Regions from separate parts of the Mus musculus genome. Here region 1 is linked to region 2. Evidence: chromatin contacts called from public promoter capture Hi-C data. All regions are on one chromosome and are shown on one strand. Each heading gives the region's core, a stretch centred on a gene start, on an enhancer-like site or on the middle of the called end of the contact. The rest is flanking DNA. Distances are from core to core; before and after follow the strand shown.

Region 1 (6,741 bases), core at 3,959-6,458, 85 kb before region 2:
GAGCTGGACACAGAGTCATACTCTAAATATTAACCATAGACCCCATTGGCCCACTTCATCCAGTTAGACCCTACTGCCTAAGGCAGTGGTTCTCAACCTATGGGTCACAACCCCTTTGAGGTCTCACATCAGGTAGATACCCAGCATATCAGATATTTGCAATACATTACAGTAGCAAATTACAATTATGAAGTAGCAACAAAATAGTTTTTATGGTTTGGGGTCACCACAACATGAGGGACTATCTTAAAGAGTCATAGCATTAGGAATATTAAGAACCAAAATACTACCAGCTATAGACCACATATTCAAACACAGATATGTGGATACATCTCATATCAAGACCATCACATGTCAGATAAAGTTGTTGCAAGTCAAACAACTTTCCTTGCTTGATGGCTTGTTTTCCCACTCATGATGCTATCTTCAATTATGTTCTTCTTCAAATTAGTTCCAACGAATTTCACATTAACATTCCCAATTTCTATTGTAAAGAAGACCAACAACAACTGGAATTTAGTTAAAGCCCTCCAACAATTTGAACAATACTTGTATATTGTCCAGTCCCTGAATGTGTTATATTCCTGCATTTGTCTTTATATATTTTCTCAATAGTCTTAGTGTAACAATTTTGGGTTGCTTTTTTTATCCTGATGACTGAACCCAGAGCCTCATTAATTTTAAGCACAAACTCCTGCCCTGAACTGCACATAGGGCCCTCCCTTTATTGTCTGTTTTGTTGCTATTATATACAGTTACCACTGATTTGTATGTTGGTTGACCTTGTAAGAAAGAAACCTTCTGAAAACTAATATCAATTATAATTCATATGTATTTATTTACATTTTTCTATATGTTGTCTCATATCATCTACAAATAATGATAATTTTATATTTCCCTTTCTAATCATTAAACATTTGGGTTATTCTTGTACTAAAATCATTCATATGATGCTGGCATGGGCATCTTGCTCCTGACAGGAAGACAAAAGGGTTCTATACATTACTGTTACTAGTGATATCAGATACATTTTTATACATTTCTCAGATTAAAGAAGTATTTATATATATATATATATATATATATATATATTCATATGTGTGTATAGATGTGGATGATTAGATATAGATATAGATATGTTTCTGACCAGCATCATCATAAGTTTAACCTTCAGGTAATGGGCTGGCTTTCCTTGCTGTTCCAAGCCACTTGTTGTCATATGTGCCAGTCAATGAGCCAGCATAACTTAGTACCTAACAAATCCCTTCCATACACAAACCACTGCAGTGTGTATGTGGGAAGGAGAAACATAGTGAGGCCCACATTCCTGCTTTCACAAAGCCAAGTATAAATAAGGAAGAATAGAGGCCAAAGCATAAGTGCAAATAAATTCATTCTGTGTTGCTCAGCAACAGTGGAAGCTACCAGATGAGGCTGTGCGACTGTAAATCTCCAAGAGAGGGTATTTTTGAGCTTAACCTTAAAAGAAGAGTCGAGTTCATTAGTTTATCAATAAAGACATTATGTGTATGTTTGACTCACAAGACCATAAGTTCAATGTGGTCAGAGCAAAGGGTTAGTTGGTTTGTTTGTTTGTTTGTTTGTTTGTTTGTTTTGTCAAGTCTGAAGCATGAGGGACATTTGATCTTGAAGCTTAGAAGTCTGCATGGAAGAATGACTAAGATTTTTGAATGGTGGGGAGAAAAGGAGGAGTTGGTCTGTATGTAGGCTGTGAGAACCTTCTGAAGCATTTCTTGTAGAGAGATGATGAGCAATGGCCTGTAACCAAGACTCTGTGCAGGCTGACAGAGATTCAGTGGGGAAGAGAGGTGAATGTCAGGAGAGACAAAGTCTGATGTCAAGTAGGGACAGTGGAAAAGAGGGAGAAGTGGGAGACAATAATGATGGAACTTGGAGTTGAATGGTTCTGGTAGCTCACCTAGCAGAGCTATAGTATCTAGCCAAGAAGACCATGAACAGGAAGAATGTCAAAATAGGAATCGTCATATCAGGGTGTGGCACATCAGCACATCTTACGTGTTACATGAGGAGATGCTTTGGAAATGTACAACTATCCTATTTTCAACATTTCATCCACTTACTGTAGTATTCTTCCATGTAAAGTTTAATTAATGGTGGCTTCCCATTCTCTCCATCTGTCTTAGTCAGGGTTTCTATTCCTGCACAAACATCATGACCAAGAAGCAAGTTGGGGAGGAAAAGGTTTATATGGCTTACACTTCCATACTGCTGTTCATCACCAAGGAAGTCAGGACTGGAACTCAAGCAGGTCAGAAAGCAGGAGCTGATGCAGAAGCCATGCAGAAGTTGATACAAAACTAGCCAGTACAATTGACCCCTTGTCAACTTGACACACAAACACATCACTAGTAAGCCTCAACCCTTAGTTCTTATTCATCCCCAAGATCTAAACAACTTTAAAAGTCCCACAGTCTTTACATATTAAAAGTTCAATCCTTTTAAAATATCCAATATCTTTTAAAATCCAAAGTCTCTTTACAATTAAAAGTCTTTTAACTGTGGGATCCACTAAAATATTTTCTTCCTTCAAGAGGGAAAAATATCAGGGCACAGTCACAATCAAAAGCAAAAATTAAACTCCAACTGTCCAATGTCTGGGATCCAATTCATGATCTTCTGGGCTCCTCCAAGGGCTTGGGTCACTTCTCCAGCCATGCCCTTTGTAGCACACACTTCTAGGCTCCAGCTGCCTGTACTTCACTGTTGCTGCTGTGCTTGGTGGTCATCTCATGGTACTGGCATCTCCAAAACGCTGCTGTCTTCCACTGTAACTAGGTTTCACCAATAGCCTCTCATAGGCTCTCTTCATGGTGCCAAGCCTCAACTCCTTTGCATGACCCTTTCAGTCCTGGGCCATCAATTGCAACTGAGGCTGCACCTTCGCCAATGGCCTTTCATGGTCTCTCACAGTGCCAAACCTTAGCTGCTCTGCATGACCCCTTCATGCCTTCAAAACCTGGGTGACCCATCACATTTCTACAGAATTAGGCACATCCTCTGCTACATGGGGGTATGGGGGGGGCAGACCAGTCCATATATACTCTTTGGTTGGTGGCTTTGTCTCTGGGAGCTCTGAGGGGTCCAGGTTAGTTGATACTGTTGTTTTTCCTACTGAATTGCAATCCCCTTCAGCTCCTTCAATCCTTCCCCTAACTCTTCCATAGGGGTCCCCTACCTCAGTCTAAAGCTTGGCTGGAAGTATCTGCATTTGTCCCAGTCAGCTGCTGGTAGAGCCTCTCAGGGGATAGACATGCTAGCCTGCAAGCATAACATAGCCTCAGTAATACTGTCGAGGTTTCGTGACTGTACATGGGATAGACCCCAAAATATGACTTGATGTAATGATACATCTGGGTTACTGTCTCTTTGAAACAACCATGGGAAACTAACATTATTCATTTTCTCCCTTTTCCTCCCTAGTCCTTCAGTTCGGATTCACAACGATCTTTGTGGCAGCTTTTCCTCTAGCACCGCTTCTGGCCTTACTGAATAACATCATTGAAATCCGACTTGATGCTTATAAGTTTGTTACTCAGTGGAGAAGGCCTTTGGCTTCGAGAGCCAAAGACATAGGTAGGCTCTTTTGAAAATATCAAACAACTTGTAGAAAAATGTTAAAGCTTGCCTGATCCAGTGGTACACACCTTTGATCCCAGCACTGGAGAGACACTCGCAGGTGTGTCTCTGTGAGTTCAAAGCCTGCATGGTATACATATTGAGTTCCGGGCCCACCAGGGCTACATAGTAAGACCCTGTCTCAATACATACATACATACATACATACATACATACATACATACATGTATACATACTAAAAAAAATTAAAAGCCACACACTTTAGAAATCCTCAAGGTTTCATGAGAGCTGATTCGGCTAATTTCTGAAGAAAAAAACAACTATACTGGTTTTAAATAATATTGTGCAAGAAATAAAGCCACCTATTCAGACTGATTGCTTTAGATTTCCAGTGCTTCATGAATTTGTGCTTAAATAGATTCTTAGCTTGGTCATTTCTGCTATAAGACTTCAGAATCTAAAGTATTGGTTCATAACTTTTAAAAACAGATCTATTTGCTTCCATCCCACCATACCCCCATTTTTCTCAGTGTTTTCCTTACATGAAGCAAAACCTAGCTTCTCTAATGGCAGAGATGGGCTTTGAGCTTTGGCTAAAACTACTGAGTCAATTAATGGTGGCTTTCCATCATCTCCATTCCTCCTCTGTTTATTCATTAATTCTACCATGAAGAAGTGCTATCCTTTATCCTGGGGTGTTTTCAGTTTGTATTTCTTAGTGTTTATGTTGATATGATTTGATGATCTTTGGGTTATGATGCAGCACTGCTCTGCACGAGATGTAGCACTCTCGAGAGCCGCTGGAATAGAGACTGTCTGATACATGCCTGCATCCAGTCCTGAGAACAAGGCAGCGAGGCACTAGCCAGTGAGCGTAGCTAAGACCTGGATGCAAACGTTTTGCTCAGAGTAGCCTCTTACTGTCCAAAGGAAGCAAGTGTTTACTCACTGGGCATCGGCTTGTGCCAGCACATCAGAGACAGTCTGCAAAGGTGAGCAGAGGAGACCTAGCCATTACCACTGAGGAGTGTCCAGTCTGCTAGGCCTTGACACTGTGTACCGATCTTATCAGATGGCACATGAATGACTGGGCAGCTAGACTTCTTTGACTGATGCTGACCCCAAGCCATGAGTACATTGGTATATGCACACACCTACAGAAATTCCTTCCATTCCAAACAGTTTGGAAACACAGAGAATAATGCCTTGTTGCCAGAGGCATTTGGAAAGATGAAAAAGGACTTTCACAGGTGGATTCATCTTGCTGTTTTCATTCTCACTACGCCTGGAGGAACTAACACCACCCTTCTCTTTGAACAGGAATTTGGTATGGAATTCTCGAAGGCATTGGGATTCTGTCTGTTATTACAAATGCATTTGTCATAGCAATAACATCCGACTTCATCCCTCGCTTAGTATATGCTTATAAATATGGACCTTGTGCAGGCCAAGGAGAAGCTGGGCAAAAGTAAGTGCCAGAAAATGATTATGAAACTTCCATTTCTTAGCCATTGCATGGTGCTGGACACAGAGAGGCTTTTATACCGGGGCATGTGACACACAAGCCCAGACAAGGCCTGTGGTAGGGGAAATGAAATTATGTCATTATGTTTTTAGCCAAAGAAAACACATCCTATTTAGCAAAGGGTTGGAGCCCAAACAAGTCAGACAAGTTTCAGATGCTTCTAATGTGAGAACAGCGGTTCTATTTTCCCTGTCTGACTCCTGCCAACTCCAAATTCACAAATGTGTGAGCTCCTAATGTGTGTAACAACAAAAACAGCATGCAACCTAGTATAACATATAGTTATGGAAAGGTTATGAATTTTTAAAAAGGGAATTACTATCTGAGATTCACACTGTCATGGTCTGGAGGCTGCAAATTTGACATGAGGACTGTGGACCCCTGTACCTAAGACCCAGAAGGGACTCAATAAATATTGGTGGCATGAGGACTGTGGACCCCTGTGCCTAAGACCCAGAAGGGACTCAATAAATATTGGTGTAGCATGAAGATTATGTTTTCCCTACCTATGATCAGTCAAATTAAGACTTAATCCTGTGTTCTGAGGTTTAGAGTAGAATGCACATGGTCAGATAAAACCTAATTGTTACTATCACATGCCAATTACCTTTTATTTCTGTGCTTTGCCAAAAATCTTAGCATACATTACTATGCATCCCTAAAGTCACAATAATAATCCAACTCTAATCGTGGTGTTTAGATGTCTGCCGATGGTCTTTGATGCCTAGAAAATTATCTTCTATGGCTGGCACCTAATAAAAGCAGCCCTGCCCCCTGGTTTACGGTCTTAGCCAAATTAATTTGCTGCCTACGCCACTGTAGGCAAATGGAGTAACTTGCCTGAGTTAAGCAAACCTGGAGGAATCCAGTTTCACCATTATCCCCCACACACTAAGGCATGGATGATGGAGGGCTGTGACAGAGCTCACAATCTACCCATCTGAAGAAGCTCCTATGAAGTCTTCTTCTACAGTAATCACCGGGCCATTAAACACTAATTGTCTGGCAACTTTAAATGAGCCTATCAATGCTTTAGAACCAAGACTTAAAGACTTGGATTATGCTGCCCAGGCATTACTTCCTAATGACAATCCCCGTTAACAGTCTCTACTTGATTTAGCCTGAAAAAGCTTCCCTTCACTGAAGCCACTTTCAGATATATTCTGCATTTGATTCTCAAAAATGATTCGGAGAAGGATATACGTTACTATCCTCACTCTGAAAGGCAGAGGATTGTTAAAGGGACGAACTCCACCGTAACCACTGGAACCTACACAGAGGTAGAACCACACCCACACAGACCTCTCTATTCTTAGCTTCAGGGCCCCACGTGACTCTATGGCTCATCTCACTGTAAACCTCCTGAGTTTAATCTGTAATAAAGTATTCTGGTCCTTCCCCATCCTTCTGCTTATGATGAAACTTGCGATTGGTTATGGGAGAATCAAAATGAACAGAGAACAAATCTGTAGAGTTGATAGTGAATCAAAGCTTTAGAATTCTAGCAGCCTACCAGTCTTAAAGCAGTGTTCATGGTGATTAGAATTTATCTACTATGCCTTGGTTTTCTTTTATTGGACTCTCTGTCCATCTCTGGG
Region 2 (7,125 bases), core at 1,831-4,330:
CACAGGACCACAAAGCCTTACCCCAAGACATCCTCTGCCATGACTAATTAACTTAACAGAGGCACAGCAAGCTCCCTTCTCCCTGACTGCCTGATACCCTTAGCTGGATGTGTACAGCGTGATTATAAGTTCAAAGGTCCTGTATGACATCCTCGGTTCTCTCTGCAATGCTTAGGGTTATAACCAACTCACTAGAGCCTTTGGAAGCCATCAGTAAGTTGTTTGGCATGGATTCTTATTCCTTTCCCACTCTGGATTAACTTACTCTGAGCTTTTTCATCTGGAAAACAGAGCTGTAAGCATCTCCTTACACGAATTGTGCTGTATTGAGTTAGATAATATGTATGCAGCCTGGTGCCTGGCATGAATTATAAACATTCAATAAACATTAGCTTTTTTGGCTATTCTTAGCCAGAATCCTTGCTAACTTAACTTCTGTCACTAGAAACTCAGAAGTCTCTTTCTGGTTGAGTTAATGTTAGCCCCAAAGAGGCATGGGTCAGTGGTTCAGGGAGCAGTGTTCTCCTAGCAGGGCTGGAGTCCTCTTACCAGGTTATTCAAGCCATTTTCTAAGTTTTGGAGTTGGTTAGCTACAGGTCAGAGCTCACAGACTTCAGTACCTACATAGCCCACCTGAGAACACACGTGAATGACAAGAGCCAGGAGTTCACATCTTAAGATGCTGGGATAGTCTTCATATCCACCAAGAAATATGTTCTGCCACATAACCCATTGATCAAGGGCCCCTTCAGTGCTAACCATCTTCCATACACTTTTTATAAAGACACGTAGGTAGGTAAGGATTTCTCCACCATGAGAATACCAACACACACACACACACACACACACACACACACACACACATACACACACAAAAGCCTCAGTATAGGCATTAGCCAAGCAAGATCAGTGACTATTGCTGGAGACTTATTGGCCACAGGAAATGTGAGCACAATGTCACCAACCTTCTGAGTTTTCAAAAGTTTTTTAAGATTTCATCTGCTGTCCTCACTGGTGAGTTCTTAAATTAATAATTCCTTAAACAAAATAACCACGGCTTATTATGAATGTTTTGAAAAAAAAAAAAAACAACGTAAGACAGCAGCGAGAACTGAATTTGGCCTGGGCCAGCCAGTTTGTCACCTCCCTTTTACAAAGAGAAATCTTCTTCTCACACCCAGGGTGAAGACTAAGCTTCCATAAACACAGTGACCACAGTTAGAAGACAATTCAGTCTCGGACAAGCCTAGACTTGGATGGCATCTGCAGCACATAGACAGAGTTTGCCACCAACACTTGCCATGCCAATGAAGCAGGTGCCCAGCACAGACTGAACCAGCCTCATTGTGAAACCACCTTCCAGCAACCCTGAGCTTCAGGGAAATGGACCTGAAGGGCCAAGAAGCTGAGGTGCCTAGCTCCCTGGTTGGTAACCTAGGTGCTATGGGAACTTGTGTGTGAAACTAGCAGGTCAAAGGCTGAGTGAAGGGCATACCTGGAGAGGCTGAGCTTTAAAACAAACAAACAAACAAACAAACAAACAAAAACCAGGGACACAGCGCACACACCTTTGACATCTCTTTAAGTGGAACCAAACCAAACACTCTTCATCCTCAAAAAGCCTTGTCCTGAGAACAACTTTTGAAATGGACATCCAGAGGAACACAGCAACAGATGAAGTGTGGGTACCCTGCGTGAACTTTCCATAGGGAGGCAGCAAGCAGTGCTGTTTAAGAACATTGCTGCTTCTTTTTTTTTTTTTTTTTTTTTGCCATCTTAGGATAACTTCGGCCACAGTAGTTACAGTCAGCTCTTAACCAACATATACTCTGTGCTAGGCTCTAGTCTAAAAGGAACACCCGCATCAGCGCATTTAATTCTCTCCACAATGAAGTTGCCAGATGAAGATATCAGTACAAAAGGTTAAGTAAATGCCCAAGGTCATTCACAAGTGGTGGAATTTGGTTTCAAGGCAAGCTCTGGAACAAGAGCTACATCCTAACCACTAAGGTGGACACACACACACACACACACACACACACACACACACACACGTTTTAAAGCTTTATAAAGTCTGGAAAGACTCTAGCGAACACTTGTCCATTTTACCTGGTTTGCTTTGGATCTGAGAAAAAACAAAACAAAACAAAAAAAAAAAAAAAAAACACCAAAAACACCAAAAACACCAAAAAAAACAAAACAAAACAAAACAAAAAAACCCACACCAAGAAATCCCAAGGATCTATTCCTCTTAGAAGCCGCATGTCTCTATGGGGCACACAGGGTGGGGGTAATCCGATATGCACCCACAAGGAGAGATTTCCATATGGCAGAAACAGCTTGCACCCAGAAATTCTCTTCTGGAGCCTGAAAATGCAAGCAAGCCTCCCCGAGCCTGGAGCCCCACCTCTCACCTCGTAGGTGCTGGTGATCCCCAGCCTATAGAACACTGGAAGGAAGACCTCCGCGCTGATAACCACTACAAAAAAGTAGGTGATGACAAAGATGCTGAATATCGCCCCAAAACGGTAGACCTCGGCAGGAGTGCCCAGGACAGTGACAGCGGACATGAAGCTGGCGGTGAGGGACAGAGCCACAGGCACGGCGGACATACTGCGACCGCCCATAAGAAAGTCCTTGGAGGTCTGCTGGCCGCCCCCCGCGAAGGCGTAATAGATGCCTATAGCCGCCGAGATGAGCAGCATGCCTGCGAACACCACGTAGTCCCACACCACAAAACTGCCGATGTCCCGCGACGCGTCCATGGTCCCCCTCGGTGACCTGCGCCCAGAGTGCACGGTGGTGGCAGGAGCAGCACAGGTGGTTTTAGCCTCGGGCCGACGCTCGATTTTTTTCTCCCTGTGGAGGCAGACGTGGCGTCCCGCGGAGATCAGGTACGTCCTGCAGGTGTGGATCCTCCAGAAAGTAGGAGCCTAAATACCTGTTGCCAATCACCGGATCAGGGAAACCCCTGTCACCAGCTGCGCCCCTGACACCCTGGGACCCGGAGAAGTCGCGCCGGCAGCGCTGAGCGCTCACCAGGTGTGGCCCCGGGTGGCCCAACTGCGACTGCCTAGGCACCAGCGACTCTGGGGCGGGGGAGCACTGGAACCTCCCGCCGCGTCCAGCGAATCCACAGGGCGCGCTCTGCGCAAGTTTTATTAAGTGACAGCGGCTGGGACGCACCATTTAAACATGCAGGTGATGGGTGTGTGTTTGGGGCGGTGGGGGCGGATCGAAGGGCAGTTGGCACGCTTTCCAGTTCACAGTCCAGGTCCTCGCTGGAAGGTACGCTTTGAGTTTGAAGCTCATCATCACTTGACAGACAGATTAATGGATGGTGGGAGTGACAACTGCGGTAACTGAGATCGTAGTGGTTAGACCGGCGAGCTACTATAAAGGAGACAAAGAAGGCTGTGCTGTGGGTTGCTTGCGTTTTCACTCAACAAACATTTCTGATCCCTTATAGTCTTTCTAATCCCTTTCTATAGCCTGCAGTAGCAATGACAGCCGCTATTCTCTAATGAGATTAGGTTTCAAAAACAAAAACAGATGTAACTAATGCCTTTTACACTAGCGAGTATGCAATTCCTAAGTTAGGAGTTGTCTCCATTTTTCTAAGAAGGAAAAATGTTTCACGGATGTGAAGTCGATAGCCATGGAGACACTTGGGAGGTGCAAACAGGAAGGTCATCCTTAGCTGTGCTGCAAGTTCAAGTTCAGGGCCAGCAAGAACTGAGAGAGGCTTCACTGATAGAGGCAGGGAAGGAAGTGGAGTGAGAAAGAGAAAGAGAGGAAGAGAGGATAGGAGAAAAGATAACTCACTTACCCAAGGAAATGGTGGCATCAAAGGCTTTTAACCCAGATCCTGTGTTGCCGGTAGACACTAATGTTACGCTTAAACAAACTCACTTAAACACAAACGTTCTGTGACGCTTTTCTAAAGATTCCTATTTATTTTTATTTTATGTGTATGGGTGCTTTGCCTCCGTGTATGTCTTCGCACCTTGTGCATGCTGTGCCAGTGGAGGCCAGAAGGGGGCATCAGATTGCCTGGAATTACAGACAGTTTTGAGCCATCATGGATGCTGGGAATTCATTCCAGGTCCTCTGGAAACACAGCCAGTACTCTTAACCAATGAGCCACCTCTCTAGACCCTGAGATTATGTCTTCTGCTCAGAACATGTTTTAAGTATCTTATTTGAAATATTACTATCAGTACATGTGACACACAGTACCATGATTCTCTCTCTCAGTTTCCTTCTGAAGTATCCCCTCCAGCCAAGTGTATCCAGCCTGCTATAAATTTTAAACTGTCCTAGTCCAATTTCATACACCTTTGTGACTTACCTGCAGGAATCAGATGCCTTCAGCCCAGCCCATCGTGAAGAAAGCTCTATTAGACTTTTTTTTTAATCAGTTGGTGTCACGTATATATGTACATACATATAATATATATATAATGTGTATATATGTATGTACATATGCACATATATAATTACATTATATACACATATAATATTACATACATGCATATATGTGTGTATGTATATATACATATGTGTGTATATATATGTATACATATATATGCATATATATATATATATATATATATATATATATATATATATATATATAATTTGCAGAGGGAAACACAAACTATATCCAAGCAACCTGGTCATTTAAACAAGATGTGGAGTGGAATTGTGTCTCATATGTATAAAACGTACATCTACATATCATGTGTGTATGTCAAACTGTAAATACAACACAGAGAGAAACTTAATCCTTCTAGGAAATGAGTCTGTTTCTGAACATGCTCATAAAGCCAACAACACTAAATATAAGAAAAGATATTTAAGTAAAACTCTTCTTTTTGACACCTAGATTTAAATACAGAACTTCAGGGTACCAGTGAGCAAACCAGCCCCATAGTCACTTAGAGGGAGACTCAGAAATGTTGCACCTGTAGAGAGAATCTCTTCTGTACTGTATGAAAGCATCACTTGCCAATCAAAAGCTGATGGCCTATTGGCTGAAGCAGGAAATAGGAAGTAGGAGTTCCAGTAGGGAGAAAGGACTCTGAAATAGAGTCAGGCAAGGGAACAGATTCACTCTGAACTCTGGCATGAAACTGAGGAGAGGTAACCAGCCAAGTGCACTCATAGAATAGAACAAACAGGTTAATTAAGTTACAAGCTAGTCAGGGATCAAGCCGAAGCTGTGGCCCAGACATTTATTCATAAATAGTAAGTCCCAGAGTCATAATTCCAGGAACTGAGGTGCAGGTGGAGAAAGCCCGAGGTTACAGCATCCTGACTACTGCTCTCTAGCCATGCCTTGGGAAGGACCCTGCTTCTTTGTCTTAGTTTTCTTTATTCAAAATAATTAGCAATATTTTTATCTTTACATCTACTTACTGTCTCTCTCTCTCTCTCTCTCTCTCTGTGTGTGTGTATGTGTGTGTGTGTGTGTGTGTGTGTGTGTCCATGCCACAGTATACATGTGGAAGTCAGAGGATAACCTGCTTAGGTCTCACTCCCACTATGCGGGTTCCAGGAACTGAATTCAGGTCATTATCAGGCTTGGTAGCAAGAGCCTTTACTAGCTGACCTATCTTCTTGGCCTCTAAGAAATATTCATTCTTATTTCACAATTGTGGAGGGTTCGATGAGATGATGCATGGGCACAGCTCCTGACACTGTTGAGTTCTAACAACTGGGTTAAGTCTTAACTTGCTTTCTAGGTTAGTAACAATGGTCGGGTAAAGTTATACTATAGACGTTCTACCGTTGGATAGGCATGGCCCCCAGTTGAGGGATGGGGCCACCCACCCACCTCAAAAATATTAATCCAGAATTCCTCCTGCCAAAAGGAAATGCAGGGACAAAGAGTGGAGCAGAAATTGAAGGAAAGGCCATCCAGAGCCTGCCCCAACTAGGGATCCATCCCATCTACAGACACCAAATTCAGACACCATGGCTGATGCCAAGAAGCACTGGCTGCCAGGAGCCTGGTATAGCTGCAGCCTGAAAGGTTCTGCTAGACCCTGACCAATATAGATGTGGTTGTACACATTGGACTGAGCAGGGACCCCAATGGGGAAGTTAGGGCCAGGACTGTAGGAACTGAAGAGGTTTACAACTTCATAGGAAGAACAACAATATCAACCAACAGACCCCACAAAGCTCTGAGGGACTAAAGCACCAACCAAAGAGTACTCAGGGGGTACCCATGGCTCCAGTTGGATATGTAGCAGAGGATGGCCTTATCTGGCATCAATGAGAGGAGAGTCCCTTGGTCCTGGGGAGGCTTGATGACCCAGGATAGGCTGCTGAGGCAGGAGTGGGTGGGTGAGAGGGGGAGCACCCTCATAGAGGCAAGAGGAAAGGAGGACAGGATAGTGGGCTTGTGGAGGGGAAACTGGGAAGGGGGATAGCATTGAAATGTAGATAAATAAAATAACCAATAAAAAATAAAAAACAATAAAAAACAAAGAAGTTCTATTGTTAAATATATCCATTTTCCTCATCATTTCTCCTCGCTTATAACGTTTATGTAATGCTCTGTGCTGTGTATAAGCCACACTCTGTCTTTGCATGACTCTTGAGTGTCCTGATACAAGTGTTCAAACAGTATCTTCAAGAAGAATATGGGAACGATCTGGTTTTGTGCCTTTGTACACATAGGTCACTTGTTAATTTCACAAAACCTTTTCCTTCCAAGCAGTTGGAAGAACCATCTATCTTCTGATACTTCTTAATGCAGAGCGGGAGCCAACCAAATGTTGCTTTCCTCATCAATAGCTGGTCTTCTGGTTAAATGCTCAATGTCTGTATTCCCAAACTGTCAGCAATATCCAGAAAAGCACATTCGCCATTGCCATCAAAGTCACTCCTTCAATATAAATGACTGTGACCTTTTAAGTTGGAATATCAGAGGCTGGAGAGAAAGATCTGCAGTTAAGAGCACTTGCTATTCCTGAAGAGGACCTGAGTTTGGTTCCCAGTGCCCACGTCAGGAAGCTCACAACCCCTTGTAACTCCAGATTCAGAGGATCCAGTGCCCTCCCTGGCCTCCAAGGGTCCCAACACACACACACACACACACACACACACATGCAC

What was found. Promoter capture Hi-C pulls out the DNA fragments that hold promoters and counts their contacts.
Region 1: a contact with region 2 is called in a promoter capture Hi-C map of trophoblast stem cells, with 2.6 times the contacts expected there. The contact joins the enhancer-like site here to the promoter of Slc5a8 in region 2. A contact is called at or near these places in 1 of 39 promoter capture datasets (trophoblast stem cells), 6 of 484 Hi-C or Micro-C datasets (embryonic stem cells, epidermal suprabasal cells and nephron progenitors), 1 of 115 datasets of contacts at active chromatin or transcription factors (embryonic stem cells) and 1 of 9 other capture datasets (embryonic stem cells).

Annotation. Positions count from the first base shown.
Region 1 is chr10:88,969,613-88,976,353 of GRCm38.p6, reverse strand. Ano4 (anoctamin 4) reads left to right here. Exons shown (of 28, transcript NM_001277188.1): 23 at 3,463-3,615; 24 at 4,939-5,086. Among named protein-coding and RNA genes, the nearest start is that of Slc5a8, 87 kb to the right of the region's middle. Within about 2 kb of position 5,208, at least 35 of the 459 cell types and tissues checked have an H3K27ac peak or open chromatin away from gene starts, as enhancers often do. A contact at or near this core is called in trophoblast stem cells, where this site is marked.
Region 2 is chr10:88,881,947-88,889,071 of GRCm38.p6, reverse strand. Slc5a8 (solute carrier family 5 (iodide transporter), member 8) reads right to left here and starts at 3,080. Exons shown (of 15, transcript NM_145423.2): 1 at 2,415-3,080. The coding sequence starts at 2,765.